Linked DNA regions of Hordeum vulgare: region 1 is linked to region 2. Evidence: chromatin contacts called from public Hi-C data. All regions are on one chromosome and are shown on one strand. Each heading gives the region's core, a stretch centred on a gene start, on an enhancer-like site or on the middle of the called end of the contact. The rest is flanking DNA. Distances are from core to core; before and after follow the strand shown.

What was found. A called contact is a pair of places that touch in the nucleus more often than the background predicts.
Region 1: a contact with region 2 is called in a Hi-C map of leaf, with 10 times the contacts expected there. The contact joins the promoter of LOC123444110 here to the enhancer-like site in region 2. A contact is called at or near these places in 4 of 6 Hi-C or Micro-C datasets (leaf and seedling).

The regions. Positions count from the first base shown.
Region 1 is chr3H:431,334,937-431,340,755 of MorexV3_pseudomolecules_assembly, forward strand. It overlaps LOC123444110 (YTH domain-containing protein ECT3), which reads left to right and starts at 4,121. Exons shown (of 9, transcript XM_045120726.1): 1 at 4,121-4,432; 2 at 5,417-5,481; 3 at 5,621-5,768. The coding sequence starts at 4,396.
Region 2 is chr3H:430,725,596-430,731,316 of MorexV3_pseudomolecules_assembly, forward strand. It overlaps LOC123444106, which reads left to right. Exons shown (of 14, transcript XM_045120721.1): 9 at 14-148; 10 at 829-866; 11 at 975-1,067; 12 at 1,262-1,345; 13 at 2,561-2,710; 14 at 3,375-3,938. The coding sequence ends at 3,473. Among protein-coding and RNA genes, the nearest start is that of LOC123444106, 11 kb to the left of the region's middle. Within about 2 kb of position 4,271, at least 3 of the 3 cell types and tissues checked have open chromatin away from gene starts, as enhancers often do. A contact at or near this core is called in leaf and seedling, where this site is marked.

The sequences.
Region 1 (5,819 bases), core at 2,871-5,370, 610 kb after region 2:
TATGCTAAGCAAGATAAACAACTAAGTGATAGCAAGATATATGACAATAAACAATATGGCTATCACAAAGTAAAGTGCATAAGTAAAGGGTTCGGGTAAGAGATAACCGAGGCACGGGGAGATGAGGATGTATCCCGAAGTTCACACCCTTGCGGATGCTAATCTCCGTTGGAGCGGTGTGGAGGCACAATGCTCCCCAAGATGCCACTAAGGCCACCGTAATCTCCTCACGCCCTCGCACAATGCAAGATGCCGTGATTCCACTAAGGGACCCTTGAGGGCGGTCACCGAACCCGTACAAATGGCAACCCTTGGGGGCGGTCACCGAACCCGTACACGTGGCAACCCTTGGGCGGTTACCGGTACCCGTACAAATTGCTCGGGGCAATCTCGCAACCTAATTGGAGACCCCGACGCTTGCCTGGAGCTTCACACCACAATGATTGAGCCCCGAGACACCACCAAACTTCTAGGACGCCAAAGCATCCACGAAGAACAATATCTAGGGTACTAAGTACCAAAGGTAATAAGCTTCTCAACTTCTCACTTCCACGTATCACCGTGGAGAACTCAAACCGATGCAATTAATGCAATGGCAAGAACACACGAAGTGGTCAAGTCCCTCACACTCAAATCCATCCACAACAACGAAAGCTATGGAGAAATATGAGAGGAAGAACAAGGAGCTCACAAAGAACTCCAAGATCTAGATCCAAGGGGTTCCCCTCACATAGAGGAGAAAGTGATTGGTGGATGTGGATCTAGATCTCCTCTCTCTTTTCCCTCAAGAACAAGCAAGAATCATTTGAGGGATTGAGAGTTAGCAAGCTCTAAGAATTCAACAATGGAGGTAGAACAAGAGCTCAACGGATGGATAAGACCAAGGGGGAAGAAGACCCCCTTTATATAGTGGGGGAAGGAATCAGACCGTTACCCCCACTTACAGCCCGAGCCCAGCGGTACTACCGCTGACCCTCTAGCGGTACTACCGCTGGCTGTAGCGGTACTACCGCTGACCCTCCAGCGGTACTACCGCTGAGCCCATGGTAGCGCAAAGATACTACCGGGCCAACCACCGCCAAGAAAGTCTTCGCAAAAAGGTCCGACGCGGTACAACCGCAAAGATGACGGTACTAAAGTCCTGGAGCGGTACTACCGCTGACCCGAGGCGGTACTACCGCTGGGCCAGCGGTACTACCGCCAGCTCAAACGGTACTACCGCTAGGGCCAGCGGTACTACTGTTCGCCACTGAAACAGCCATAACTTTCGCATACGAGCTCCGAATCGAGCAAACCCAAGCTTGTTGGATTCAGGACGACAAGAGCAATCCAAACAGATATAAAAATCTTAAGACCATGCTGATATGAAAATGTCAATGATCTAGAGATGTGAGACCTCTATGAATGAAGAACCGACAAAAACTCCAACATAGAAAACATCATAGTAGTTGCATATGGACTCCGTTTTCGATGAACTCAAGCTTGTCATGAAGATGACCATAAGCTCTAAAAATCACAAAGAGAAACACCAAATAAGAACCAAGAAGTATGATGCAAGGATGCAAATGGTTTGAGCTCTCAACGAACGATACGATCAAGCTAATCACTTGAGAGCCCCCCTTGAGAGTACAACATTCTATCCTAAACAGAAAACCTATCAAGGGCAAACCTATACCTCGCACCTCGACCTCTTGAGATAGATGATGATGATCTTGGCTTCCTCAAGATGGACCACCTTTCTTGATTGCGTTGGCTTGATGAAGATTAGTTGATTGCTCCCCCATACTCACTATGGGTGAGCCACTCTTTAGCATACCTTCACAAGTCCATTGCCACCACAATGGACGGCATGCTTCAAGCACGATATATTCGTGCTGATCCTCTTGAACTTGCACACCGCAATCTTGATGATGATCACCACTTGACGTCATCCTTCATGGGTTGTATGAGATCTTCCTTTTGACGCAAGCCCATGGAAACACACCTAACCACACATAGAACTCTCATGAAGACCATGAGTTAGTACATAAACACGTAATGGACAATGCTTACCATACCATGGGATCACTTGATCCCTCTTGGTACATCTTGTACGCTTTGTGTGTTGATCATCTTGATTTACTCTTTGTCTGAGATCTTGATCAACCTTGTGTCTCTATGACCATTCTTTGGATAATACCTTGAATACCATCTTGGTCATCATATAAACTCCTTGAACCCAACAGATGGACTTCAAGAAGTGCCTATGGACAAATCCTATAAATATAACTTAAGGCAACCATTAGTCCATAGGAATTGTCATCAATTACCAAAACCACATATGGAGATATATGCTCTAACATCTGCGGATGTTTGAGGGTTCGAATTTGCAAACCGTGGTTGTATATGCTCTTAGGGTCATGCGTGCGCGGTGTATCCCGACCTTTGTTGGCGGCACGACTCTGTTTCTAGGTGTTTCTTCAAGTTTTGACAGGGTTTGTATCATGTTCAGAAAGACGAGACGAAGACGACTTCTTGGAGATGGGATAAGATTCTTTCCGTCTATCCCCTGTTTTGGTGTTGCGTTTAGTATCATTAGAGGACGTGTGAAGGTGTGTTACCAGTGGATTTCGCGAGATTTGGTCGGTGGTTGTCTTTGGTGGATGTGTTTGGATCCGGTCCTTGTTCGTCTTTGTTCACGTGTCTTTAGATTGAATCTTTCGATCAAAGCTTTCTCATCGGCGGCGATTGTTGTTCCGGTGCGTTGGTCTTATAAGGCCTTAGCACGACGACTTATCGACCGTATACTACAATAAGTTACGCGTGGCTCCGGCGAGGGAGGGGCGATGACGGCGACACGTCTTCGACTCGCTTCCGTGATCGTAGTCATCGTTAAATGATATACAAATCTGAATGTAATTTTTATTATTATTTCTGATGTTTATTATAATATTATGACTGAAGATAAATACTCCCTCCTTTCCTAAATATAAGATCTTTTAGAGATTCCACTATATACTACATACAGATGTATGTAGTCATATTTTAGAAAATAAGTTAACTCATTTTACTCCGTATGTAGTCTATAATCAAATCTTTAAAATGTCTTATATTTCGGAACGGAGGGAGTAGATCGAAATTTTTCGAAAATATAGTTGCCGTCGGTCTGGTTGATAACCCGGGCGACTATTGACGCGGGCACGGGCGCCACCAGACCGCACCTGCACCGACGCCACTCCGCAACTGATCCTCCAAGATAACGCGTGCGGTCCTGTCCTGATGCCAAAGGCCAACTATTCTGGTCGCCTCCTGCCTGCCGCACCGGCGATCAGCACCCCGCGCAAATTGAACCGCCCGCCCGCGCTTGACACCGAATTCCCCTGGGTGTCGTTGGGCTCCCGGCTTGTTTCGCTTCATTTCTCCCTTCGCGGCCAGGTCAGGTGCGGTCAGGTCGCACCCACATCAGGAAACGATTGATTTTCGAGCGATCGTGATCTGGACCACCAGAAATTCTTCACCTCTTCTTTTAGACCCAACCCAAATATGGGTCGCCCTTCACAAATATTCCTCACCTTGGAAAAACGCAGCATGTATCCTCTGCCCCCCCCTCCCCCCGACCGGCACTCTTAACTGCCGTCAAGCTATCGCGACACATCTAGTAGACCGCGAGCACACAGTTCAATGTTCATGTTGGTTGGACGCTTATTCTCCACGATCCAAACCGGTGTAGCTCCTCGCCGATTGCTATCAACCAAAAAAATAAAAAACCGCACGCCACCTTGACTTGCTAAGATCAAGAAAATCACAGAGTTTACGCCATCAGAATTAGTTGACGACACGTTTTTACGGCCGTACGGACGGCACCTTCACGTTGACAGCGGCATCCACCAACATTTCGCCTCCCTTTTTCTTCACATCACAAAACTGCCGCTCGTACCACAAATACACTGATCACGCACCAAGAAATGAAATTGCACCGATGTGGAACGCGATGGTTAGCTTTCGAGCTCATCTCACAAGAGAAAAAGGCGAAACGCATAGTGCTGAAAGGCTACAAATATTCGGCCGCAACAGGCGGAGCGGCTGCCTTGCTTTGCTTTTGCTCCAGCCCCCGCCCCCGCCCCCGCTAGATTTCAGGAGCCCGCTTCGGCCGCGTCGCTTCGCTTCGCTTCGCTGCTCCGCCCCCACACCGCGCCACCCCCGCTCCCCAGCCGTCCGATCGCGCACACGTGGCCGCGCCCCCCGCCCTACACCACACGCCACGCCGCCGACGCCGACGCGGCTCCTTTTTCTCCTCCGGCACAGGCGGCCGGAGCAGCCTAGGGTTCCGGCGAGTCCCTCCCGGCCCAACCCACGGTCGAGCTGGAGGACACGCGTAGCCCCGGCTTCTTCTGCGGCGACCTCTGGTGCGGCCTCATGGAGCCCAAGCCAAAGCCCGCGCTCACCCACAAGCGTATCCTTTGCTCCTTGTCCATCCGCCGGGAGCTGGATCTGACACATGATATCGGGCTTGTCTTTCTTCTTGGATTCGATCAATGGGATTTCTCCGTGTTTTCAAATTTGTTTTGATTTGCTAACTTTCCCAGTGCTGCTGAGTTGAGCGGTTCCATTGCCATCCAACTCCATTTTTTTTCTCTCTCTCTCTCTCTTTTATCCGTCAGAGATGCCACTACTGTATTTGATCAAAATTCTCGATTTTTTTTGGGTATTTTCTTCAGTTTGGTACCAGTGTTTCTGCCTCTTCTTTTTTTCATGGACGACAGGCGTGTGTACTCAGCCTGATTTCTCATCTTTCTTTACACTTGTTTAATTTAAAGGGTTGGAAAAGCTTTTCCTCTGATCTGGCTTTAAGGGACTTTTTGATCTCTGATCAGATCGCGGTCTGAAAATACATAAATAAATCGTCGATTATGTTGCTGAATTGTCGTTGGGCGCGTAGCATTTTTCATGAAAACTTCGAAACAGTTCAATCTGCTGTCGACATAATTCAGTTTTGCCGTCCTACCATTACCATGCCAGGGCAGGTCTCTGTTGTTTTATATTCACAATTAGATTTGTTAGGTATCCCTCACATGTCGGATTTTCAGAGATGGTGAGAGCTGAGCCAACTCCCATTTATTAGCAGCTGCGCCAATAATATGGTTTGTATACTTAGGAATACGGTTGCTGTATGCCCTTATTGATCTGCTGCTGCTGCATGGTGTTTGCGAACCACGAAGTTGCTCATGTAACGGTCTCTTGCACTTAATCAGAAAGATGATCGCTGTAGATCTTCTGATCTCTAACGGGCTCATTCAAGGCAATTATTGTGCATTATTGGACCAAGAACATTTCAATCCATCAATCTGGGCTTGTTGGCTTATTTTGTTCTCACTCATGGGCAATGACCTTTCAAGTATATATTCTGTTTGCAAGCCTTGACTTTTGCATCTTCCAGCTATAGAAGAGGCAGTAGAGAACTTGAAGATTGATGCTAGCACGAAGGCAAGCAACGGCAACTTGGTAAGATTCTCATTCCTCTATACATATATACTAGTATACCGCTTGCTTATCTCAGCGTACAAGGAATTGTTCCTTGTTTGGTTGGTTGGGCTACACCTATCGTGCCCTTGCTGATTCCTTTCGTGCCCAAACTCTGCAGCGTGCTGCAAAAGACGCAAGTTCTTCGGATGCAATATCATGCATTTCCTCAGCAGATGCAGCTAGTACTGCTGCCAAGGACACTGAATTGAACCAAGGAACTTATATGGGGGACCAAGGGATGTATTACTACGGGTACTATTATCCAGGTGGGTAGAACTGATCAGTACTATCACCTGAAGTCCTGAAAACAGAGGTGC
Region 2 (5,721 bases), core at 3,021-5,520:
TCCCTTTTTTCAGTGACATCATCAATAGGCGGTATTTTGGAGAAACTAGGACAAAAGGAAGGAGGTGCAGCAATGTCAATTGGTCAGATACAACCAGTTCTGGAGGATTTACAGTGTACTACTTCCACTGGGGAAGAATTTACTTTTGGTAAGATACTGTTGATATTTTTAGTCTGCATAAGTCGGATACATAGAAGTTCTGTTAGTTAAGTGCTTGCCATAAAGCCCAGCTCAAGCTTGCTAGAAATGAACTCCTACGGTTCGGAAGTCAAAACTTGCCACCAGGCGATGGGTGCCATAAGGAGACTGGTTCCAGTGCCGTCCAATTCCTGGATTGACTTGTGGTAGTTTAATGTATTAATTATATTTGAACTTTGGATATGATCATGTGAACCAGTCCACACTCCGCACTTCCAGATAAGGTGACATGTTGCTTGGTCTATACATGGAAAAAGTGCTATCACTATGACATCTTCCTTTGTTTTCATAATTAGTTCGAACCTAGTAACCATTAGGTTGCTGGTACTGACGGACTGCTATTTCATGAAATTGTGCTGTATGTAGTGATAACAAAATATTCAGCAGAAGTGTGAAAAAAAACTACAACAGCTAGAAATTATCTTGTAGAAACTTACTTTCCTTGTTACTTGTCTTCCATTCTTAACTCTGGATGCTCAAATTTAGTATGGCAACCTTGAGTTAACATCACAAGTCCTTTTATGTGATTAAAAAACACTTGATGTTTGAATTTAGTTTCCTAGCCTTTTGAGTGAACATCATAAGTTCTTGTTGTAAGATTCTCATGACAGTGATACTGTTTTTCTGTAGATTTACACAAAATGATTGAAGCATGTAGAAATGAGGAGGTACCAGATTGTGTTACTGTTTCAGGTTTTATTTGAGTTCAAAGACACTCCCCTGTCCTTTCCTTACTAACAGCTGACATGCACATGTCTTTTATGTGTGCATTATAGATAGAGTCGCTTGTGAAAAAGAAATATGGGCAAGAAGCTTTTACAATCTTTAGGCTATTGGTCACCCAAGGTTGTGCAGTTGAGACAGATCAAGTAAGTACTCTTGCACATTGAGAAAATTGTAGAACTATGCTTTGTTATTGTTGTCAATCTCTTTTGGTTAAGAAAGCTTCTGTTATGCATTAATTTTATTTGTGTAGTCCTGTTTTATGATTGTTTATTTGATGGCATGGCTTCCTGTTGCAAATTGCAGTACACAAATCTAAACTTTGATTGTAAATGTGCAGATTATTGACACAACAATTCTTGACAAGCAGATTGTTCATTCAACTTTGTACAAACTATGGAACGACGGCTACATAGATACAGAGGTCTGTCTCCTAGTGTCATCAGAAAAAGTAGTATTTCTTGCTTGGAGGGCAGAGAGAATGACAATGATAACCCTCCTTACTTTAAATGTTAGTTGTGTGATAACCTCACTGCTTTGATAGTCTACTACTGTACTTTACTATACAGGGCAGGTGACCCGTGTTAGCCTTACGAATGCACCATGAATTTATGATATATTGCGTTACTTTCATCATAAATCGGCATACATTTATAAGCATCAATGCAATTTAAAAACACTATTTGAGCATTTGGTTGGGACAAAGCTTGTAAACGAACCTGATAAGTTAATTAATACAAGAGCAAGTATCTAAAGTTTTCTTGACACATTAAGTACTTAAACACAAATAATATCCAGTTATATGTTCTAGAGGAATGCCTAGTTATGTGAATGGTGCTCGAACACCTTAACCCACACTTTTTGAGTTTTGTAGTGTGGCCATTGGTAATATCACAAAAGTTTAGAACTTCTTGCACCCATAAGTTTCACCAGCTCAAGAACATATCTAGGTTCTGTGCTTCATTAAACACTCATTGCTTAAAATGGTTGTAAGGAACTTGTGTAAATTTACAGAACAAAACCAGTTTTCGTGAAGATCCTTAAAAAAAAGGATAAGGAGCGAAAGTGCTTATTCCTTATAGTTGCAAATTTGCAGGAATGAGTGGGTTATAAGGAATCTGCTAGAGAGGCTCTCTAATGCTGCATTATCATAGTTGGAACTATCCATAAATAATACATTGGAAAGTGATTCTGTTGCACTGCTACAGTAGAAAATTTGCTGGGACTAGGAAATTGGATGCATCTGCTATTGCTGTTTTTGTGCTTCTGTTTTACCCCCAATAAGTGTTTGCACTAGATGTTTGACAAAATGATATGTTTTTAAGTCACATATAACGGTATTTTTTGCTCCAAACGTTGCCCATGGCAGAGTTATGGTCTAGCAATTTTTCTATAGCAACTTTCAAGTTCCGGTTACTTTCCTGGAGCAATAGTTCAGAGCTTCCACGCTACTGCAGTTCTGCTACCTCAGTTTCAAGCTAACCTAAAGAACTGGCTATGCATTAAAGCTAGGAGAACTTGTGTAGTAAATCACAGGATATCTATATGCATAGTATATAGCTATCTTGTAAGTTCAAAAGTAACAAAAAATATGCCTCATTTTGTGCTTCTGTTCACAATAATTCTATTTTGTTTACAGAAAATCGCTTCCGCAGCAGGAACAGGGTACGCGCAGTTTTTTGTATGGAGAGCCAAAAATACATTTCGTGAGCAATTTGTCGATAATCTCTACCATGCTGCTTTGAACTTGCGCCAGATGGTGAATTACATTGCTGAACTTCTACTCGAGGTTATTATCTAATGATCATCATTATAGTTTTTTAGCTGTAAGCTGTGCTTTCCTAAATAAAACATTATTATTAGTTTTACGTATCATGAATTCAGGATGCATGTCAGGATTTGTTGCTCTATGCTCCATATGTTTGTCATCACAGTACATACATGACTATATAATGTGTTTATGCTGTATCATAGTTGCAATTCAGTACGATTGTTTCTTTACCGAGTCATATTTTCATAATCTTGTTCGGCTGGGATCAGGCTTACATTAGTTCATCCCAAATGCAGAGCAGCAAGATATGCAACCATATATCCAAACCAATAATTCCCATTGCTCCCATATAGAAAACCTTGGTCAGAAATAACTCTTCAAGTTACTAGATGGAAGAGTCCAATGGGCTGAGATCAGTTTACATTTAGTACCATCACTGGGAGGTTGTGGACAATTGATGTGCAGTGCTATGCACGTTGGTCATAACAAGAATAATGTCTTGCCTGCCTGCAATATGTGGGATTAGTTGCCACCATGCCATCTTACTGAATGAACTATACCATAACTCATGAGTATGGGGATTAGTTGAAACTAACTTTGTTGGCTTTAAGCAGATATTACTTGCACAGATGTGTGCAACCTGACCTCAACTCACTCACTGTTTAAATATCATGTGTTGCAGGGCTCGAAGGACGAAACAAAGCTGCGGAACAGAAAGAACATTTTGATCCTAGCCCTCACTAGACATGATGACTCTCTCTTGCTGTTCTGTGATTTTTGAAAACACTGAAGCCTGTGTTAGTCTACCATAAATGTAAAAAGGAATCCAGACTGTGAAGTTGGATAACTGAATATCGAATACTATATCTATACCTGGGCATCTCCGGCCTGGCCCGGCCTCAAAATCCAGGGCCTAGGCCCTATGGGCTTGCCTGTGGGCCGGGCTTGGGCTTGAGTTTTGAGCCCACCGGCAGGGCCGGGCCAGGCTTGGACTTGACATATTGGGATTTTAAGGAAGAGGCTCAGCCCACGGCCCCAAGCCCGACGGGCTTTTCAACAGATGGGCCGGGATAGGGCTTCAAAGTAGGCCCGATGGCAGGGCCTGGGCCAGACCTGGGCTTCAGTTTTTTGTCGTGGGCTTTTTAGGGCCCGGCCCATGGCCAGATATAACTATATCTTAGCAGATTTGACATATGAGAACTTTGTTTGTGCGGCGCGTGTTGGTATCTTTTTCTTTGTTATGGCATTTTGGTGATGTCTACAGTATCACGTTTGCCAGTATTGCGTTTGGAAATTCCACATTTTGGTAACATCCAGCATGCAATTGGTATTGGTATGGTATATAGGAGAATGGTATTTCCCACCGACCTGTTGATTTTTCGACTCGTCATCCGGCTTTCAGGCTATCCATTCCGGATCGGCTGGCCAAATGCCACTCGTACCGGCAGGCCACCGATGATTGGAAGCGGATAATCACAATAATTGGCAAGTTGCAGGTTCGCCGGTACTGCGCCACTTGGAACGGCTGCCATGCATTATGAATTTATCATCATCCGCTCGAGAGAGGTCGCAAACGCGTCGACATGCACGTATGAGCATGGACTTTTGCGAGGCGTTTGCGGCACCGTATCGCGCCCATGTGCCCACACACATGCATGAAACAACCCTACGGCTACAGCTAATGCGCATACGGCCAGGTCAACTGCTGCGGTTAGCTGGAGACAAATAACAAAACCCCACAATTCTCTCTTTCTACAATGATGATGGTGGTAAGAGAGCCCCCCACTGATTCGGCCTTGTTCCGCGGGGAATGTTCGACCGCGTACCAACCTCCATAAACAACAGTGTACGCAATTGTAATGTAATGTAATGTGAGGAAAAGTCTGTACGTACGCAATCGACCAGCCTACCAGATAGATATTGTACTTGCGTATGATTGTGTCCACACATTGTACGTACGTACGTATCTCCACCAAGGGGGGGATGAGGAGCTGCTGCTAGTGCTGGTACTCCGTATTGCCTATTGGTGTAGTCCAGCTGGTGAGTGGCGATCTCGCATCTTGTTTCCTTGTGACTTGTGAAAGTTCTAAGTGGCCGTGCCTTTCCCTTTTTCTTGTTGCTACTACCAGTGCGTCGTTACTGATCTCCATGTAGCACCTTACATCGGTCATCATTTGAACTTCCATAGCTCCGTATACCTTTTCGAGCGTGAACTCAACTTCCCCATTTGGTATTGCGGAAACTTATGGTGACCGATGCCACGTTTGCCTGTCAGCATTTGGGAATCGGCACGCTGTCGTAAAGGCCTGTGATGAGCAGCCCGGTGCATGTTTCTGAGCCTGAATTCGCAGTGCGTAGCCGAGTTTTACGTCGCTTGAAGGGAAGGCTGGCTCCATTGCTGTGCCTGATACAACAACCCACTTAGATTTAGGGCTTGCAATGCAAGCATTCCTGCTGCTCCTGTATTGCCTGACAGTAAGACACACACACACACACACACAAACAGTACAATTCTCATTATCACCTGGGATAGGATAGAAGGATTGGTTTTTATATTAGTAATTTTTTTACTCACGCCTCGCTGTGCATGATAAGACTAGTGATCACTCACCATGCATGCAGTGAGATCCGGAATACGCGTGTGACATACTGACCACGAACGCAGACATCCTCCTGTAACGCCTACGACTCTTCTCTCGACCTACAGATCGACTAGAAAAATCCAGGCCATAGAATCCCTTCTGATTGCCAACTGAACGTAAACACGGCCCAGTCGTCGTTCCAAAGACCTTCACTTAGCCCTGTGGATCAGCTTGCAGCCAGAGCAGTTTTCCTTCCTGCGCTTGTAAATACGGGACACATGTGACGGTGCTCCTACCCTGCGAATGCGATACCGTGGTCAAATGGATGATGAGCTGGAGGGGCCAGGCATCAATGGAGTACCACCATGTGCCGTGACAGAATATGTTGCCGCCTGCCTGGGCTGGGCATGTGGCCTTGCTTCTTTCCCCGCCCATCCATCGGCATTC